Regions from separate parts of the Sus scrofa genome. Here all the other regions are linked to region 1. The links are chromatin contacts, called in public targeted proximity ligation maps. All regions are on one chromosome and are shown on one strand. The core of a region is the stretch at or near the end of the contact, and the rest is flanking DNA. Distances in the headings are between cores, read along the strand shown. Region 1 has its middle 72 kb from the start of TSPYL5. Region 2 overlaps CPQ (carboxypeptidase Q). Region 3 has its middle 75 kb from the start of MTDH. Region 4 overlaps CPQ (carboxypeptidase Q).

Region 1 (5,385 bases), core at 1,520-4,019:
GAGCTCCTCCACACAGATCACGTTTACTGTGTTATACTATTAAAGACCTTTTAGAGCAAAGGAGATGAACAAGCATCAAAGGCAGTAATAAAAATGGCCAGCATTCATTTTTTAACATCCAGCCTTTAGAAGGAAATGAAATATAAAAGCATACATTTTTAAAAATGTTTTAGGAGTTCCCATTGTGGTGCAGTGGAAATGGATCCGACGAGGAACCATGAGGTTTTGGGTTCAATCCCTGGCCTTGCTCAGTGGGTTAAGGATCCGGCGTTGCCATGAGCTGTGGTGTAGGTCTCAGATGCGGGTCGGATCTGATGTTGCTGTGGCTGTGGTGTAGGCCGGCGGCTATAGCTCCGACTTGACTCCTAGCCTGGGAACCTCGATATGCCACGGGTGTGGCCCTAAAAAGAAAAAAAAAATGTTTTAAAAAGAATTACAGACAATATAAGGGATTTTTTGGAAACAGGTACCCTCAACCAATGCTAGTAGGAAAGAAAGCGGTTCAACCCTGCAGAGCTTTGTCTTGAAAAGAGCACTTGGGGCACAGGACAAGGATGGATTGGAAGGGGCAAAACTCAAGACAAGGAGACCCCTGGGGACCAGGGCTACAGGCGGGGGTGGGGGTGTGTGGCCTGAATAGAGTAATGACAGTAGGATGGAGAAAGTCGATAAAATTGAAAGAATTCACCAGTTTGGAGAATTGACTGGATTGAGTAACTAGGTAGACCATGCCATTCACTAAACCAGGAGTCTTCAACTTTACCTCACCACTGCATCATCATTCATCATTGCCAAGCTTTATAGATCACTGAGTATGGATGCGTAAGGCATGTTCTGAGCACTTTTTAAGTGATAATGTATTTAATCTTCACAACAGCTCTTTGAGGCGGGTGCTATTCTGGTCCCCATAGAAACCGAGGCACAGAAAACCTGTCCAACTTTTATACATTGAGTTTATTCTCTTCACGGTTATTTATGATATTTTTAGAAAATGAAATAACTTCAAGATACAGTAAGGACTGAGTATATAAATGGTAACACCGCCATATGGTGGAATGTATATTTTAGAAGAATATATGAGGCATGGAAAAAGACATACACCATACATGGGGAAAAATCAATTATAGAATTCTGGGGTGGGGAAAGGGATGTATCTAAGGTTCATCAGATAATTGATGGGAAAAGGCCACTTAATGTAAATTCACTTAAAACCTAATGAAGCGTTATAATGAATAGAAAAAGAAGGATCAGTTGGAGTTCTATCTTGAAAAATTAAACTAAAAATTATAGAATTTTATTTTATTGTATATTTAAGACTAGGTTATAATGAAACCGTTGAGCTAATTCTTGGAACACAGGCTAAAAGGAGGGTTGGAAAGGCTCTTCCTGATAAATTGAGTCAGGGACTCTTGTGCTGCCCCTTGAGTCCAAGGGAGATCCCAGGGTCACAGCTGAGGGAAACAGAGTGGAAGAGAAGAAGGAAGGTGACATAGCGTATGCATTGTCAAGGTCACTCCTGGTGGCAAAGAAGGGCATTGTCTCACCAGTGACCCTCCAAGGAGGGCAGAGTCGTCCACCTGGCCACTGACCACAAGTGTCCTTCTCACCAGCTCCCTGCTCTGATGGCTCATGCGTTTTCCCCGGGGTCACTGATGCTCCTGGCACTTCCGGGCTACTTGTGCCTGTTGGAAGAGCAGCAGCAGAACCAACACATCAGAGAAGCCCAGGAAGGACATAAAGGGTAGGAGCCATCAGTGGGGATGCCCACAGAGAAGCATCTTCCATCCTGAAGTCCTGCTTGTGGTCAAGTTGAGGCCAAGAACAAGCACTGAGTCTGGCCATCAGAGGTGATCAATCTCTGATGTCATGGTCACATAACACGAAAGCATCCTCATCTGAATTGCAATGCAGTCATGATGAAGACCATTGCAGAAGCCCTGTGTGGATATCTGAGGCCTTCGTCACTGTTCCCCAAAGGTCTTTCTTATTCCTTTCATGTTCTTCTCTTTTAAACCACTTTCCATAACCTCTTCTTGCTTAGCTTCTCTTCTCTGCCTGTTAACTGTCCTAACCCGCCAAACATCTGTCAATGGCTCTGCATGTGACGCCAGCAATTCTCCAACAGTGGTTTTATCTGCTTCACAAAACGATGCATCTCTTCCAAGGCAGGGGATTCCTCCTTGCGGTGAACTTGTCGTGCGTTTGCCGTTAGCTGAGAGCATAGCCACCGAGCAACAACATCCTCAGAAAACACAGCTTTCCTCACCTGTGTCTGAGGACTGAGAGGGCTTCCCCCCACCATGACTGCACCTAAGGCAGCTGAGCCCCAAAGATGAACAAGATCACAGAACTCTATTAGCGAGTGCCAGAAACATCGTTGACAAATGGGCTTTCGCAGGGGATAGAAGACAGAAAAGCCCTGCCGCTAAAATCCTGGATACAACCAACCACCTCATGCCACGCATTGACCCCAGTCGCAGCCCCGGGTTTTGAGCAGCCTGGATATGTAGTGTCCTCTGCTGGAAGAATATGCAAACGGATGGGACGTGGGGGAATTGCGAGGATGTCTCCAAAAGCCCTGAGTGGCGGCAAGAATACAAGGGCATAGGGTGTGACAAGCAGCCAAGTCAGACAGGAGCTATGTCACTTCATTTTTCAAGAGTGACGTTGTGAAATCCAAATGGCTTCAGAGGTCAAGTGTCCAGGATGTGGTGGATATTTGTTTCAGGACCTGAGCCCAAAGCGTCCATCTGAGTCAGGCAGTAACCGAGTACCACACGGGGGCGCTGCCAGCAGCTCCTCCGACAAAAGCCTGGAGCTGCTCTGAGCCGTAAAGGGCCAGGTGAAATCCGCAGGGATGGAGACCGAGCTTCCTCTAGAGGGCCCAGCCCTTTGTTGTAAAGGGTGATGATTACAGTTGGTTTGACCCGGGCAAAGTTGTTCTTGGGCAGAGGGAAGCCACTGCCAAGGGAACAGATGCCAGGGCCAGTACCAGTGGGTGGGCACTGCCCTTTGACATCAGTGGCAGGACGAGGAATGCTGCGATGGGGCAAAGGGCAGGTTCCACGGAATAGAGCAGGAGCAGCCAGTTCAGCTGGCCAGAGGGGCTTCCTGGAAGAAGAGGCACTTCAACCTTGAGAAGGGAGGAGTAAAAATCTCCCTCATTCTTAAACTTGAAATACTATGTAAGCCCTGAGATTAGCTGAGTTCTTTCTTGCCATAAAAATTACCTTTAAAAGGCGGGGGAAGGAGAGGAAAGTTGATTTTATCTGAGCCTATACAAAGTCTCATTTCTCAGAGTAAAAAGTCTCTTCTCTAAAACTTTATCTGGACCAATGAAGGCCTGTTTAGGGAAAGCATATTAAGCTAACATGACCTCTGTGGATGTTAGCTTATAGAGATGCTAGTTATAGAGATGTTTATAGAGATGACCATATAAATTTGGCGAAAAATTTAGAAGGCAAAGGGGAGTCCCTTCTGTGGCACAGTGAGTTAGGGCTCCAAAGGCAGCAGCTCAGGTCACTGTGGAGGCAAGTGTTCCATCCCTGGCCCTGGGCATTGGGCTAAGGAGCTGGCATTGCCAAGGCTGTGGCATAGGTCACAGCTGTGGCTCGGGTTCAACCCCTGACCCAGGAACTTCCATATTGCCACAAGTGCGGCTATAAAAATTTTTTTAATTTAAAAAAAGGTTAAAAGGGAGTTCCCTTCATGGCTCAGTGGTTAACGAGCTTGACCAGGATCCATGAAGGTGTGGGTTCCATCCCTGGCCTCGCTCAGTGGGTTGAGGATCCACTGTTGCTGTGAGCTGTGGTGTAGGCTGACAGCTGTAGCTCTGATTCAACGCCTAGTCTGGGAACCTCCACATGCTGTGGGTATGGCCCTTTGGAAAAAAAAAATGTTAAAAGAAGGCAAAGAATATAATACCAATTTGTGACGATTGCTGAGGTGGTGGCCTCCCAGTTGCATTAGATGTTGGGAACAAGCTAGCTAAAGAGCCCTCAGGATGCAGCATAAGTGATCTGCTTGAAATATCATCATAAAAACAATGGGGAGGTTCCTGACCATTTTCCTCAGATTCGGAAGAGCTGCACCCAACAGTTGAGAGGGGAGAAAAAGCCAGAGATGTGTTCTGGTGAGAGAAAGACACTGCTGCCCAAGGTATCCGTAGTAAAAGCCAATGTTTTAAAGAAATGAAAATAAAATATGTGCAATGTAATTTTAAACATATGTGTATCCCTAAACTGCTACATACTTGTGTCATTGACTATTTAACCCTTATCCTAGGGTTTGTATAGTCAGGTTGGCAAGACAAAAATGCTCCTGGGGAAGCCTTCTCATTGAGGAGACAGAAGCTCGCTGTCACTTCGAGGCTGCCTTCTAGGAAAAAGGGGCAAAACGACAAGTCACTTCAGAACTTGGTCAACCTGCAAGAATGTATGGAGAACCTCCCTGGATATTGTGGGGGTTCCTCAAAGAAACCAGAGCTCTTGCATCCTGGAGCTTGTGCTCTAACTCTGGAGACCAGATCCATGGCAGGGAAACTATCAGAGCAGAGGAGACGGTGGGGTGGGGGGCGGGCGAGCTTCTGTGCCCCTGGCATGGCCCCCTTGTCAAAGCATGTTCTCAAATTCGGGTCCTCTGTGCCTTGAACTTGGAGGCATCCTGTGTCCGTGGGCACCTGTCAACAGGAGCCAGAGTCAAGGCGGAAAGGACCACATTCACCCAGAAGTGCCCCATCTTGCCAATTCGGCCCCCAGGGAAATGGAGGGGTTGAGAGAGTGGTCCTTGACTAGTCAATGCCAGGCAGGCAAGACACAGGATCCCAGAGAAGCCTGCCTTGGATCCCACCCTGCCCCCCCGCCCCCCGCTACATTGCCAGGCCCCAGCCATCCTTCTGAGTCCATGAGGTCTCCGGAGCACCTCATGAGGTCTCATAAGAAACCAGGAGTGCCAGGGTCCCATCGGGGGCTCTGCAGGCAGTTTGACAGTGCCAAGTGCCCTTGGGCCTCAGCTCCTGCACATCTGTTGCTGTGGAAATGCCACAGACTAGAGCAAGAGCCCCCAAGCTTCATATCAGCTGGGCCCTTTGCCTGTACCCACAGGCCCGCAGCCCTCTGCCACTGGCCCTCTGACACCATGAGGCTCCATCCTGAGCACGCCAATCGGGCCTGGGCCCCGGCTGGCCTGGTCATCCAGGGAACACCTGGGCAGAGCAAGCAGAAAGGACTTTGTTTGCCAGCCACTACCCTGAAGGTGACATTCATCCCTTTTCCAAAGCGTGCACCGTTGGCAACTTCTATGCAAAAGTCCCGGGACCATTATGTGGCACATCCCGTGCTGAGATGTTTATCTTGTTAGCTGTCAAGATGAGGAAGGATGCACGTT
Region 2 (5,397 bases), core at 1,939-4,438, 230 kb before region 1:
TATGCCGAAGCCTCATTTCCTAAGAAGCCATCGGGCAGGGCAGACCCTTAGTGCTTCAGGGCTCCTATCTGGTACAGAAGGCAGAATGGAACACAGTCCTGTATTTCTGTTTGGTTATTGTTGCTCTAGGGTATTTTTACATTGTTGAATATTTCACGAACTAAAATAGTGTATATATAAAATAAAGATAAGTAAACTGTGGTGCTAGGGGACCGTGCTACTAGGCTTTACAGATGTGGGTAGTGAAGCAGGAGTAAATGAATTAGTGTGCTCATTTTCTGCTCAGCATAATTCTTTAATCTTTAGGCAACAACCTGGAATTGACCATTCCAGATGCCATATCTGTGTGAACAAATCTACAGAACCTTCCATGTGTATAAACAGAATTAGTATGGATTTTATTTTTTCTTAGAGAATCACCAACTTATCTATTTCACATTTTGGACCAAAGCTTTATAGTCTATTTTCTCATTTTACCTATTAAAATTGGAGGAGGGGAGTTCCCATCATGGCTCAGAGGTTAACAAATCCGACTAGGAACCATGAGGTTGTGGGTTTGATCCCTGGCCTCGCTCAGTGGGTTAAGGATCTGGTGTTGCCGTGAGCCGTGGTGTAGGTCAAAGACGTGGCTCAGATCCCGCATTGCTGTGTCTCTGGAGTAGGCTGGCGGCTACAGCTCTGATTCGACCCCTAGCCTGGGAACCTCCATATGCCGCGAGTGCAGCCCCAGAGAGACAAAAAAATAAAATAAAATAAAATAAAATAAAAATTTTAATTGGATGAGGAAGTTTAAAATAAAAGACAAAAAAAGGAGGAAGTTTTGAACCATGTTTAATAATTTGTTTAATAATTTTGGATTGTATTCACAAAAAAATTTGGTCTAAATTTATTTTACTGTCCTGGTTTTGGTTATCAGTGAAAAAGCTTGATAAATCATTTGGCTACATTTGAGGATGTTCTATTCGTTTTAATTGGGTGAAACTCACTTATAAAACCTCTGGAGTCTGGTGGCTTGGTGTGTGTGAGAGAGAAGGAGAGTACTTTGATTTTTTGATTGGATTTCCTAAGGCTTATTGATATTTCCAGGTTTTCTACTTCTTCTTGAGTCAATTTTGGTGATTTTTCTTTTTCTAGAAAATTAGTCCTTTGGGCACCTAAGTATAATTTTTAAAAATTGTTATACAGTCTTTCCATAAATTAATTCAATCTGCAATGGAGATTTTATTTCAGTTGTTGATTTCATGGACATTTTTAGCACTATATTCCTCCAAGTATTTTGGAACTTGGGTTTGCTGACTCATTCTGAGTAGGAAGTTTTAAAATTCAGCTTGGGGAGTTCCTCTTGTGGCTCAGCAGTAATGAACCCAACTAGTATCCATGAGGATGCAGGTTCGATCCCTGGCCCTGCTCAGTGGGTTAAGGATCGAGCATTGCTGTGAGCTGTGGTGTAGGTTGCAGACATGGCTCATATCCCAAATTGCTATGGCTGTGGCTGTGGCCAGCAGCTATGGCTCTGATTTGACTCCTAGCCTGGGAACCTCCATGTGCCATGCCCTAAAAAAACTGAACTGAACTGAAATGAAATAAAAGAAAATAAATTCAGCTTGTATTATTGTTTGTATTGCCTTCTCTCCCTCTGGGTTCATTTCTTTCTTCCTGCCCACCCCCATTCCGAGGTTTTGATTGCTTTCACCTGCCCCGTGACATTGCCAGCCCAGAACTAGGTTTTACTGTATCAGCCACCCTTGCTAATGGTGATAACGAGGATCGTGTATTCTGTTAACGAAGCTAGTGGGAGGCTTGATTCAGTGCCTCGTTCAGATTCGTGTCTTTGTCCAGTTCTCCTGCACAGGCTCAAATGTTTCATAAAGCTTTACCTCCTGGCATGTTCCTTTTGTTTCCAGCCACCTCTCTTGAGCTCCACCCTCTTGCTCGCTTTCATACAGTTAGTCTGGCTTAGATTCTCCTATCTCCAGTGAAGTGAATTTTAAATTCTGAACTTTAAATTCTGTCTCCGTATAGGAACAGAGTGCCCAGCAATCATGGCTGGCTTCCTCATCTGGCGCCCTGCAGCCCTGGCTTCAGATCTACTCATTGCCTTGTGATTCTAATCCATTTCTAGTCCACAGGGATGTTTATCTGGTTTTTTGGAGCCAAATTACAACCTTTTGGTTCTCCCTGTTTATATTTCATCTCTAATTGCCACATGTTTGGAACAGAGGAGGCTCATGAAGATGTGAATTTGCTGTGCCATGTTAAAGTCTCATGATTTACTTTGAGATGTGATTTTATTTCTGGTCCTAATTTCTTACCTATAGCTCTCTATGGTTCTGACCTTCAAAGAGTTCAGAAGGTTAATCTTTTTTTAATGTGTTGGTTGTTTATACTCATCATTTGAGAGAAAGGGAGTTACATCATATTTAGTAGAGAATAAACATGCGGAGGTTCCTGGGTCAGAGACTGAACCCGAGCCAAAGCACCAACCCGAGCCACAGCAATGAAAACACCAAATCTTTAACCACTAGACCACCAGGGAACTCTGAGAGTAAATGTCTTTCATGGGTTTATGTGACTAAATTGTAAAAGTCAAAGGAATTAATTGGAAATTTGTTTTTATTGTGTTATGATCACAAAAATGAATATCTTAAGGAACTGAACTAGCTTGATTCTGAGTCAAGTTTTGTTACTAAATAAAAACAAATCAACTGTAGATTTGTTGATTCTCTACCATATTTCAAGTCTTGGGAGAACACATGTGAAGGAAGTAAATGCCACTAAGAGAGGTAGTTGTGGGGCCTCAAGGCCTCTTCAAGGAGATGAAATTCAAAGCCTCTGACCAAGCATTGTAATGTCCCTTCCCCAACCTTGGCAACCTGGCCTCCTCTTCTTGCCCCCTACTAGGAAAAGTATGTGGCCCACTCCTCAGTCCTCCCCTATAGGGGCAATGTACACCCCCAACTAACCAGCAAGTGGATAGGAAGAGCCTATCTTTTCCCAGCCAATCAGGAGGTCAGCAGATGTATCATAAGACCTCTCGTCTCTCCTGGGCTATAAAAACAGACAGGACCACATGCCCTGGGTCTGCTCTCCCTTCCCATCAGAAAGTCATCCTCCTGCACAAGCAGCATCTCTTAGCTCAAGAAACTCTTCTTTCTCTTCACCCTGCTTTGGGTGAAGAAATTCTTCTTCTGATTCATGTGCACAGACCACAACAATAGTGTGTTTCTCAGCCCAGGGATGGGGATGGAAGGCAGGCTTCTGTCCTCTCCCCATTAGAAGTACAATGAGTCAGGAATGGGAAACTTTAAAAAAATTTTTTTATCATACTTAATTTATAATGTTCTGCCAATTTCTGCTGTACAACAAAGTGACCTAACTATATATTTTATGTGTATACACACACACACACACACACACACACACACATTCTTTTTCTCACTATCCTCCATCATATTCTATCACAAGTGGCTTAGTTCCCTGTGCTATACAGCAGGATCTCATTTTTATCCACTCCAATTCAATATTTGGCGTTTATTAAGCCCAAACTCCCTGTCCATCCAACTCCCTCCCCCTCTCTCTCCCCCTTGGCAACCACAAGTCTGTTCTCAAAGTCTATGAGTTTGTTTCCTTTCTGAAGATAAGTTCATTTGTGCCATGTATTAGATTCCAGATATGTGATATTATATGGTATATTTCTTTCTCTTTCTGACTTACTTCACTTAGTATGAGAGTCTCTGGTTCCATCCATGTTGCTGCAAATGGCATTTTGTTTTTTATGGCTAAGTAGTATTCCATTGTGTATATATACCACATCTTCTTAATCCATTCATCCATTGATGGACATTTAGGTTGTTTCCATGTCTTGGCTACTGTGAATAGTGCTGCTAGAACATAGGGGTGCATGTATCTTTTTCAGTGAAAGTTTTATCTGGGTATATGCCCAGGAGTGGGATTGCTGGATCATATGGTAGTTCTATATTTAGTTTTCTGAGGTACCTCCATACTGTGTTCCACACTAGTTGTACCAATTTACATTCCCACCAGCAGTCATGGAGCGTACCCTTTTCTCCACACCCTCTCCAGCACTTTTTATTTGTTGATTTGTTAATGATGGCCATTTTGACCTGTGTGAGGTGGTACCTCATAGTAGTTTTGATTTGCATTTCTCTAATAATTAGTGATGTTGAGCATTTTTTCATGTGTCATGTGTCTGTTGGCCATCAGTATGCCTTCTTTGGAGAAATGTCTATTCAGGTCTTTTGCCCATTTTTCAATTGGGTTGTTGGTTTTTTTTGTTGTTGAGTTGTGTAAGTTGTTTGTATATTTCAGAGATTAAGCCCTTGTCTGTGCATCATTTGAAAGTATTTTATCTCATACCGTAGGTTGTCTTTTTGTGTTTTTTTATGGTTTCCTTTGCTGTGCAAAAGTGTGTAAGTTTGAGTAGGTCCCATTTGTTTATTTTTGTTTTTATTTCTGTTGCCTTGGGAGATTGACCTAAGGAAGCATTTGTATGGGGGATGATGTCAGAGAATGTTTTGTCTATGTTCTCCTCTAGGAGTTTTATGGTGTCTTGTCTTATGTTTAAGTCTTTAAGCCATATTGAGTTTATTTTTGTGTATGGTGTGAGGGTGTGTTTTATTTTCACTGATTTACATGCAGCTGTCCAGTTTTGCCTGCACCACTTGCTGAAGAGAGTATCTTTTTCCCATTTTATATTCTTGCCTTCTTTGTTGAAGCTTAATTGGCCATAGGTGTCTGGATTTATTTCTAGGTTCTCTGTTCTGTTCCATTGGTCTGTATGTCTGTTTTGGTACCAGTACCAGTAGTCTTGATGACTGTAACTTTATAATATTATCCAAAGTCAGGGAGAATTATGCTTCCTACATTTTTCCTCCTCAGGATTATTTTGGCAATTCTGGGTCTTTTATGGTTCCATATAGATTTTTGGATTTTTTGTTCCAGTTCTGTGAAAAAAGTCATGGGTAATTTGATAGGGATTGCATTGACTCTGTAGATTGCTTTGGGTAGTATGGCCATTTTAACTATATTCATCCAATCCAGGAGCATGGAATATCTTTCCATTTCTTTGAATCCTCTTTAGTTTCCTTGATTAGTGTTTTATAGTTCTTAGCATATAAGTCTTTCACATCCTTAGTCAGGTTTATTCCTGGGTATTCAATTTTTGGGGGGTGCAATTTTAGAAGGCATTATATTGTTATATTCTTTTTCCAATATTTCATTTTTAGTAACAAAAATGCAACTGATTTCTGAATGTTAATCTTGTATCCTGCTACTTTGTTGAACTGATTGATCAGTTCAAGTAGTTTTTGTGTGAAGTTAGGGTTTTTTATATATAGTGTCATATCTGCATAGAGTGACAATTTTACCTCTTCTCTT
Region 3 (5,137 bases), core at 10-2,509, 250 kb after region 1:
AAAAAAAAAAAAAAAAGGTGATTTATAGTTTTAAAGTACTCCTAGTGATCCTAATGGGCAGCCATGAAATTTTTTAATCCTTGTTTTAGAGGCTCACAAACAAAAATCACAATAATAATAAATGCTTCCTGGGTACTTACAAGGTGCCAGCCACTGTGACAGGTATTTAAAAGCATCATCTCGGCCAGTCCTCAAAATCATTCTCTGAAATGAGTGCCTTTACTCTTCCCCTTCATTGGGAGAAACTGAAGCTCCTACAGCTTACCTGCCTCACCCCGCCGCCCCCCCCAACACACAGTGACTAAACCAGGGGGCAGGATTCAGACTCCACTCTGTCTGCACCAGAACCCAAGTCAGGCTCTCCACCAGCACCTCCCCCTGCCCTCCACTGGAGCCACGTGACTAGCAAATGAGCTTGGAGGAACCCCCCAAATCTGACTTTAACTGGGGGAGAGAGAGAAGGTGAAGAAATTTGCCATGCCAAACGAGTCTTAAAACTCAAACGCTTTCTGACCCAGCATTGTTAGAGCATTTTTCTTTCTCATATTTCAAATGTACGGTTGACCCTGGACTATATTAAAAATGGGGGTTTCATTTAATTTTATACTGCATTTCATAAAGCAGTGTTGTCTCACTCTCAGAGTTCATAGTCCAAAGAAAAGCATACATGATGAGGTTTAGGGGAGGGAAAGGGCCTGGGGACCCCCAAATCTCTCCCAGTTAAGAGAGATACCCCTGTCGCTCTCCCTGCCTCCCCACAAGCCATAGTAATATGTAATGTGTAATAAGCTTAGACCATCCACAAGCTGTAGGATCTCTCTTCCTCTGCTAAGTTAGAACAAAACCCATTCTCATGAAAATATTGAGGTTCTGTGGTTGTCTGTGGTTCTCACAGAGCACTTGGGGGTTCTGAGGGTCCTCCTGGATGAGGGGGGAGGTAACTTGGAGGAAAAGAAGATAGGGCTGAGCTGGGGATCCTGGAGGCTCTCCATCCACTTTATCAGAGCAACCCAACTTTTCTTTCCTTGACCTATTAAACGTTACATAAGCTTGGGTTTGAAGAGTGGGCTGTTGCTCTGTTGAAAAGAAAGTTTGGAAACCACTGTTCTAGTTAATCAGTAGTGACTCTGACCCGAACTGAATTACCAAAGTTCAAAGAATGGGATTACAACAAAATATACTTCATCCTAAACATGTACTGAGCCAATGTGGATGATTCAAGAAGTAGCACAAAGACTTAGGGAAGTGGTGGTGAGTCAAGCGTTCCAGTTGGTAGAAGGATGATAACAGCGTTTGTCATTCTTGGCTCTCCCAAAACATTATATGTACACAGAATAAACCCTCAAAGTCGCTCTTTTTTTCCTTTTTTTTTTAATAGTTATTTCCCATATGATTTTTTTATCTATTGTACAGCATGGTGACCCAGTTACACATACATGTACACATTCTTTTTTCTCACATTATTTTCCTTTTTTTTTTTAATTGAAGTGTAGTTGATTTACAATATGATGCTAGTTTCAGGTTGACGGCAAAGGGATACGATTATACATATAAATGTATATATACACTCTTTTTTTTTTTTTTTTTTTTTTTTTTTTGTCTTTTTGCCATTTCTTAGGCCACTCTCTCGGCATATGGAGGTTCCCAGGCTAGGGGTCCAATCGGAGCTGTAGCCACCGGCCTATGCCAGAGCCACAGCAATGCAGGATCCGAGCCGCGTCTGCAACCTACACCACAGCTCACGGCAACGCAGGATCCTTAACCCAATGAGCAAGGGCAGGGACCGAACCCGCAACCTCATGGTTCCTAGTCGGATTTGTTAACCACTGCGCCACAACGGGAACTCCCGACACTTTTTTTTATTCTTTTCCATGATAGTTGAAGAGAAGATCCAAGTGGCCCTTAATAGAAGCTGAATCCCTGCTTAGAGACCGCTGTGAAAGCATCAGGGAAGCTCGTCATTTCTCCACGGTTCAGAAGCCTCACGCAGCCTTCCTGTCCTCTGCAAACAGAGCAGCAGCAGCTGATCTGGGGCCACCTGGCAACAGCAGAAGAGGGGGCCGCTTTGGAGGAAGCTGCATGCACCACCTTGCCAAATGGCACTGCCTGATTTTTTTTCCCCTGATATTTAAAGTGAGATGTTCAATAGTATTTTTTAATAACAGTTATGCCACTTTCTGATCATAAAAATGTGTTTTGAAAGGCAACTGACTTCAGACTGTTTCAGCTTGCTGCTCAGATCTCCCAGGCCAAGAATGACAGAACCTGCCTTCTTATTAAAAATGGGGAGAAGGAAAAATTACAGAGAGGGAACAAATTATTCAACGAACTATGCTGCAAAAAGTTTTGTTGTTTGCTTACATGGGTGAGATTAAGCCACGTGGACACCACAGATATTTTCACTTCAGTAAGAGCTTCCGAAGAAACTTTATGGCAGCATGCTATAGTATATCAGATAGGCACCCCGCCTTTTGTTTAATCATTCTCTTATTGTTGACCTTTAAGATGATTAGCACTTGTTTTTCCTTTTTTTTTTTTTTTTTTTTTTTTTTGGTCTTTTTGCCATTTCTTGGGTCGCTCCCACGGCATATGGAAGTTCCCAGGCTAGGGGTTCAATCGGAGCTGTAGCCGCTGGCCTGCTCCACACCCACACCAATGCGGGATCCAAGCCATGTCTGCGACCTACACCACAGCTCACAGCAACACCGGATCCTTAACCCACTGTGCAAGGCCAGGGTTCGAACTCGCAACCTCATGGTTCCTAGTCGGATTCGCTAACCACTGCAACACAACGGGAACTCCTTTTTTTTTTTTTTTTTTTTTTTTTTTCTTAATTGCCATTCCTGTGGCATATGGGCGTTCCCAGGCTAGAAGTCAAATCGGAGCTGCAGCCACAGGCCCACGTCACAGCCATAGCTGGATTTGAGCCAGGTCTGTGACCTACGCCACAGCTTGCAGCAACGCCAGATCCTTAACCCACTGAGCAAGACCGGGGATCGAACCTGCATCCTCAGGGACACTATGCCATGTTCTTAATCTGCTGTGCCACCACAGGGACTCTGGTTTCCACTTTTGAGTTATGATAAATGACATGGTGGTGGACGTCTCTGAGAACAAGTAAAGGTCTGCACAGATTATTTCCGCTGCATAAGTAAGTGGCAATAGTAGAGTTTTTCACACCGTATTTTAATGAGATGCACCTTCCTGGTCGCCCCTTCCTTTCACTATTCCTTGTTCTTTCGTGCTTTGTGACCTTTCTTTACTTGGCGCCTTTCATGATTTCTGCATGTGCCTCTGGGTTTCTGTCCTATTTTATTTTCAAAGATTCTTCTGGGGAGTCTATATTCATGCCGCTGTTTGGGGTGCCCCAGCCGTCAGAGCTGAGCTCTTAATCAGGGACCGTGCCCTCAATGCTGAGGCAATCTCGTACCATCTTCCAGCCTATTAGACCTTACGAGCTATTCCCCAGGACCATTCAGTACATAACTCAGATCTTGCATTCTCCTCTGCTTCTAATACCCCTGTGTTTTCAAAGCATATATATTAAAATGGGTAGAAAACAGGCTATATAACACAAACCTGCAGTTTCTGAACTCTGTCTCTTTCCCTGGGAAATCCCTTATGCTTAGAAACTATGGCTTTTGTATGATTTTTTTTTTTAATCAGAGTTGCACTGGGGAACATGGCAGAGTTGCTGAAATTTGCACTCATTAGCATCCAAGCTGTAGTTAAACACCTTTCTATATTCAGTGCTGGAGCAAAAGAGGCTCACAGATCTATAGCGGCCCTCTCCCAATGGCTAAATTAAATGAAGCCAAATTTTAGAGTCTCTGGAAACACAAAGAGGTTCCAAATCTATCCAAGTGTCTTCAGTTCTTAATGATTTTACATTTTACTTGGGCTCTTGCAGGCTCTGAAAAAAAAAAAAATCAGTGTGGAGGTTGTCTGTTTCAAAACTCTGATTTATTTTTATGTATTTTATTTATTTGTCTGTTTGTCTGCTTTTTTGGCCATCCCGCCGCATATGGTGTTCCCTGGCCAGGGATCAGATCTGAGCTGCAGCTGCAGTAACGGCCAGATCCTTAACCCACCGCATAGGGCCAGAGATTGAACCTGCATCCCAGAGCAACCAAGATGCTGTGAATCCCATTTCTCCATAGCCAGAACTCCTCAAAATTCTGACTTAAAGGTCTCATCCTTGGAGTTCCGTCGTGGCTCAGTGGTTAATGAATCCAACTAGGAACCATGAGGTTGCAGGTTCCATCCCTGGCCTTGCTCAGCAGGTTAAGGATCCGATGGTGCCATGAGCTGTGGTGTAGGTCGCAGACGTGGCTCGGATCTGGCGTTGCTGTGGCTCTGGTGTAGGCCGGCGACTACAGCTCTGATTAGACCCCTAGCCTGGGAATCTCCATATGCCACAGGTGTGGCCCTAGAAAAGACCAAAAAAAAAAAAAAAAAAAAAAGTCTCATCCTTTGCAAAGCTCCTGGGGGCATGACGCCCCACCCCAATACTGTATGGCTGCCAACGTTCCCAGCACAGCTTCACCACCAGTTCCACCTTTTGTTAAAGCACGAGGCTTACTAACTCCAAGGTCAGGGACGTGGTCGCAGTGGACCCCAGTGAAGCCCGGCTATTGAGCAGAGGGAGTTCTGGATGAAATCAATGTTTCTCTTCTCTGCTATGGAAACTGAATAAAGAGTCTTCCCCACGCACAAACATATCTGATAAAATTACACAGAGCATCCTGCTAGGGGAAACTGGGGCCATTTAGAATGCAGCCTTTCTCTTCCTGCTACAAACTTCTACAGTATCTATTTTAATGAGAAAATGAATCTGACCAGGGCTGAAAAGTGGCCCCAAGGCACCTGGATGACCATGACAGTTGTTAAAATATAAAAATTCTTCAGTATCAAGGGGTAAATAAATATCTTTCCAGCATACTCTCCCCAACATCCTCCCCAGGTTCCAGCCACTAAAAGGTTAACATCTGGCACAGCTGAGGCTCCAGCACCTTAATTCTGCCCCATTGGATCCATTCCAACTGCTGATCCAGTTCAGGAGGAATAAATATTTTGAATAACATTCTCAAACCTGAATGATATGTCAGCTGACCTCAAAAATCATGGGACATCAGTT
Region 4 (5,553 bases), core at 1,776-4,275, 200 kb before region 1:
GGGAAAATGAACAAGCAAATAAAACTGTAGCAAATGCAACCGCATCAGCTGGAGACTTTGTAAGAAAGTCATAACCAAGTGCAAAGAAAAATCAGCAGCTCCCCCGCTTCCTTGTCCTTGTTTATCTTTCCAGACATCTTCAAGCTGTTAGCATAGCTTTGCTGCTGTCGTCTTTCCATGACGGAAGTCAAGGAGAGCAAAGCAGTCCTGGAGGAATGATTCCTTTGGCTGCGATAAGGAAGCTAGGATGAAAAATGGAACCTTCCAGGTTAACCTAGACGTGGGAAAGAAAGATGGACAGCCATGAGAAGGAAGGGCTATTTGGGAAAGCAGTTTATTCTGATGATCCTATTGCCAACAAAAAAACCCCATACCTTTCCTCTTTGTGTGCTGGTCGAAAGGTGGATTTTGAGTGAGATGGGAAATAACGAAACAACCTGAAATGAGAGTTCCACGTCTGAACAGACCAGTGGTGGTTTTGAACCTGCCTCCTCAACGGAATATTTTAAATTGTAACTGTAGAGTAACCTCAGTTTCCAGTGTAGTAAAGATCAGAACCTTCCCTTTAGTGAAAGGTTTACACTGCTTCCTTAAGTACACATGCGTTTAAATTCATGCTTTTCCTTTGACTTCTAATGAACCTTTCTAATCCTAAATCAGCCCTTTAAATAATTGTTTCTCTGAACAGTAGACGGCTGAAATTGTCTTGGGGCAAATCTTTAGAGCATCATTTTTATTCATATCTTACTAGTGTTTTATTTATTTATTTATTTAGTCTTTTTGCCTTTTCTAGGGCCACTTCCCGCGGCATACGGAGGTTCCCATGCTAGGGGTTGAATTGGAGCTGTAGCCGCCAGCCTACACCAGAGCCACGGCAACACAGGATCCGAGCCAAGTCTGCGACCTACACCACAGCTTGCGGCAACGCCAGATCCTTAACCCACTGAGCAAGGCCAGGGATCAAACCCACAACCTCGTGGTTCCTAGTCGGATTCATCAACCACTGCGCCACGACAGGAACTCCGCTAGTGTTTTAAACATGGAGAAATGGAAAGGTGGTTATGCATTTTTTTTTTTTTAACTTCTAAATAGGCCAGTGTCTCTCAGCTTTGGCATTACTTGACATTTGGGCCAGATAATCCTTTGTTGTGAAATCTGTCCCTTGCATTGGAAGCTGTTTAGCAGCATCCATGACCTGTACCTACTAGATGCCAGGAGCACCATTCCCCCGCCCCCTCCCGGTTGTGACAACCAAAAATGTCTCCAGACATTACCGAATGTCCCCTGGCAGGTGGTGGGTGGAGAGGGTAGCATGTAAAATTGCCCCACAAAAGCAAACTAAGAAAAATCTCGGAGAAACCTGAATTTAGGGTCACTTTGTAAGAAAATAAGACAAACTAATGGGAAGCCTTACCTTGTCTATCCTTGCAAGTTTAGCATCAGTACCATACTGAACAGCTACTATTTGAAAGCGCTTTTAAAAGCTGGGTGTACAGAAGCATGTCCTCTGTTCTTCAGGCCCTTAGACTGAGAATATAGTTGGAGACGTACATATGTACCTACACACATAGTTATTACTAAAGGCATGATAACAAGTCTGCTTGTAGAATTGGGTAAGGTTTGCACGAGAGCCATTGTCCACCAAATAAAACCGAAAAACACTCAGTCCTTCAGGGAAGATCTGGGAGACTCTGTATGTGAATTCTTTCCTCCTCTCCCTTTAAAAAAAGTATTCCTGTGGCTATCTGTTCTCTCTGTCATAACTTCATTCCAGAATGAAGTGGGCCCTAGAGATGAAGCAGGCAGGTACCATTTTCCTCTTCCTAGGACACAGATATTTATTTGAAAGTTAATTTTATTTTAATGGGTTCCCACCAGCTTGACTGCAGGCAGAGTGGTAGTGTAAAAGGAGAGCTGGACCCATCTCAGTGGGATTTTTAGGTCATTCTATGCCACAAATTACTTTTTTGGCCCCTGGAAGGTCATTTGAACTCCCTGGACTTTGTTTTCTCCATTTCTGTTCAACTGCTAGCTTCCAGAGTATTTTATCCACTCTAGATTGGAATAAAAATTGTGCCTCTCTAGGCTTGGAATCTTACTTCTTTAGTACTCAGCATGGGACCCTAAATCACTGTTAATTGAGTTGAATTCAATTGCATGAGTAAATGTCAAACAGCATGCAAAGGTGAATTGAGTATCTTTTTCCAGCTCTGAAAGTACATTGACTTCAGTTGCTTTTGATAGCTAGTAATCTGTCTCCATCAATTCAGGGCTTAACTCTCCGATAGCGTTCTGAAAAGCTATATAAACATGAATAAAACTCTAAAATAAAGAGGAATATTTCTTTTGAGTAGGTGTTAAGAGGCAGCATGGCATACTGTAAAAAAAAAAAAAAGCAAAACAAAACCTCTGAAACCAGACTGTCTGGGTTCAAATCCCAGCTCTGCAATTTAGTAGCAGGTGGTCTTAAGCAGGTTACTTTGCCTTTTTGTGGCTGTTTTCTCATCTGTGAATTGGAGGTAATAATAGTTCCTATCTCATAATGTTGATTTGAAAATTAAATAATCAATTCCCTTAATAATTAAAACAGTGCCTAACCCAATCCTAATACTCCATAAATTTTAACTTTTGTCATTTACTAAGCATGACTCTGACAGTACCATATTTTTTATGTAGGAGAGGATTATATGTATTATATATGTATGTATATATATGAAATGTGTGTATATAATATATATTATATATATAATACATCTATATTTTTAACTCCCACCCACTTAGTGATTGCTTTGCCTTCTAACTCAATGTATTAGTTGTACTGATATAACTCCAGGGCCAGCTGCTATGATATCCCTATATATCCTTTCCCTTTATTATTTAAGTCACCACCCCTTGTATGATGGAAATCCACTGACCTCCTTCACTTGTTTTCCACTTTCATACTAAATTTGTAAGAGTCTGAATTTCTCCTGGTCACTTCCTGCTTCCACTTCCTACTCGCTAAGTGCACACTTCCTGCTTCCACTTCCTACTTACGCTGAATGCACAGAACCCACGAGATACCTCATATCCTGCGATTGCACTCACTAAGTCTTACTCTTTAATTTTAAAATTAGAATTAGATTGTCAAGTTCTTTTTGTAGATTGTCCATGTGTTTTAATATGAAAAACTAGATCTGACATAGACATATGCATTCTAGATGAAACTTCTGACATACTTGAGTAAGAAATAGGACTTTGGGCTAGAGGCCACAAAATGGGTTCATAATTATATTACTTAATTACATTGAGCCCAAACTATTTGGTTGGTGACATATGAACTCTCTATGGCAATCTATTTTTCCAAGAAAAGTGAGACTCCTTTTGGCTGCTGTTCCTTGGACAATATGTCATGCAGAATGCATGTCAAAGTCCCTCAGTGGGGCTTGTTAATTTGAAGTGTTGGTCCAGTGGGACTTTCTGATATTTAGGAATATTGTTCTAAGAGTCATCCTTCACGTCTCTTCCCCTTTGTTCACTTCTTTCACTACTCATTGTAGATTCACTCTTTTGCCCAAGCCATCAGCTAAAACCATATTCAGTTAATCTAACAGAAGAGGTATCTGTGCTTTGCAAATAAAATCAGTCATTCCTAAGTAACTGTCAACAGAAGGCTATTTGCTGTGAAATGCTGTTGAATGCTTTTTTGTGTTTGTGGTTTACTGGACATGAAACTGTTTATTTGAAATGTCATTTCATGGAATGTTCTGGTGTCAGTGGACAAAGCCTATGGCCAAAGATGTTATGCTTCAAAATGTGCATTTGGCACATAAATAATAAACCACCATCCATCCCAAAATTCTTCCAACTTTACCATTTTCTGTGAAGTTGGAATTTTAAGTTTTCAAGCCTACACAAGGGGCAAAAATTAGAATTAGCAGTACTACATGGTCGTTGCAATGTGAGATATATGTGAAACATCTTTTTAGAGAAGCATTAAATATAAGCATCTTGACTGTAATTTTTATAAAGCTTGAAAATCTACGTGTTAGAAAAATATTTTATTTATATATTTCTTCACTTGTTCACTCAACAAATATTAACTGTGTACTGATTGCATGTCAAGTGTGCCAGGTACTTTGTAACAAAGAGGAAGGAGACATAGTCCTTGAAGTCTTTGAAGTGGGAGAGATGTTTAATTCAAAAATTGCAGTGAAATTGTTATCAGCTCTTTAATTGAAGTGTGTGCAGATTACTTTGGGCAGCTCATGAAGGAAGGGAGCGGTGAGGCTTGGCTGAGTCAGGGCACCTTCGTGAAGGTGATCTTTGAGCTTTCTTTTATAAAGATAAATAGAAATCCTTGATGGAAAGGGGGCGCAGTGAAGAATTCCCAGCAGAGTATAGCGCTTCCTGTCTTGCACGTCATTAAAAATGAGGAGGAAACAGTTGACAGAAACAGGCTTGGGATTTTGGGGGGAATGGAGCATTTGCAGAATGGCAGGAGATACTCTTTTTACTGGATATACTTATATAACATTCGATTTTTGTGTAACAAACATGTTACTTTGGTAAATAGAAAAAAAAAAAAAAAAACCCTGAAAGACAAAAAAGAGATTCTTGCTGTTGCCATCGCCATTAACACTCTGTTAATAGGAACGATAAGCAGAGGTAAGTAGGAAGAATCACACAGGAGTCACCAAGCCCTCCAGGCCCAGAAGTAATCAGGGGACACAGCTGAAGCCATGGTGTAGTTAGTCTTTGGTGTAGTTAGAGCTTTCTGTAGGCATTTCTAATACAGTGGGTTCCCTCTTGGAGGTGGGGGTTTATCCAGGAAGAGTATTTTCTTCTCCCAGGCCCTGGTCAAGCCTCCCTTGGAAATGTCTCAGGAGGTCTAACCCAGAATAACTGGGTGAGGGAAAGGAAAAGCTTCTAAAAAATGAACACCTAAACGGTAGAGCTAGAGGTTGCTGGAGCCTGAAGCCAACTAGGACTGGTCCAGATCTGGAAAGGAGATCCCGTTAGAAAGGACCTTCCCCTGCAGTCACATAAGTTTGGGAAACTCCCATTTCTTTATTCATCAAAAAAAAAAAAACATGTGGTGGGCATGTCTTCTCTGTGGAGTGTGCTTTGGGAAACGTTACTCGGGGGCGTTACTGGTGTCCCCAGAACTGAAGAAGCATCGAGGAATCCTTGCTGAGTACACTTCATGGAACTGAGTACAACTGGCCTTGGATTTATGTTCACTCTAGATTTTTGAGCCTGTCTTTGGAATCTTGCATTGGCTGGAACATGGACAAATAGAACCATAGAATGGTTCCTTACCTGTCATGGTAGAGGTTATTCTTATATTATTCCCTGAAGAGCATTTACACCCACCCAAGTGCAAACTTTACCCAACATATAACTGCATAGCTGCATCAGCTGAGCCTATTTTATTAAGATGAATGTAGTACTATTGGGAATGTTTGCTACAAGCTCTCTCTGCCAGGTTTTTCTATGACCGCCAATAACATCAGAATTTGGGAGGATTTATTTACTTCCAGAAGGAATTTTTTTTTTTTTATCTTAAAACAT

What was found.
Region 2: a targeted proximity ligation map of alveolar macrophages shows a contact between it and region 1. A contact is called at or near these places in 1 of 47 Hi-C or Micro-C datasets (embryonic fibroblasts) and 1 of 2 datasets of targeted methods (alveolar macrophages).
Region 3: a contact with region 1 is called in a targeted proximity ligation map of alveolar macrophages. A contact is called at or near these places in 1 of 5 promoter capture datasets (liver), 13 of 47 Hi-C or Micro-C datasets (alveolar macrophages, brain, embryonic fibroblasts and 10 more) and 1 of 2 datasets of targeted methods (alveolar macrophages).
Region 4: a contact with region 1 is called in a targeted proximity ligation map of alveolar macrophages. A contact is called at or near these places in 1 of 47 Hi-C or Micro-C datasets (liver) and 1 of 2 datasets of targeted methods (alveolar macrophages).

The regions. Positions count from the first base shown.
Region 1 is chr4:39,432,140-39,437,524 of Sscrofa11.1, reverse strand. No RefSeq gene overlaps it. Among named protein-coding and RNA genes, the nearest start is that of TSPYL5, 72 kb to the right of the region's middle.
Region 2 is chr4:39,659,987-39,665,383 of Sscrofa11.1, reverse strand. All of the region lies in intron 3 of CPQ (carboxypeptidase Q), which reads left to right. Among named protein-coding and RNA genes, the nearest start is that of CPQ, 190 kb to the left of the region's middle.
Region 3 is chr4:39,185,468-39,190,604 of Sscrofa11.1, reverse strand. No RefSeq gene overlaps it. Among named protein-coding and RNA genes, the nearest start is that of MTDH, 75 kb to the right of the region's middle.
Region 4 is chr4:39,637,128-39,642,680 of Sscrofa11.1, reverse strand. The region is part of intron 4 of CPQ (carboxypeptidase Q); the gene reads left to right. Among named protein-coding and RNA genes, the nearest start is that of CPQ, 220 kb to the left of the region's middle.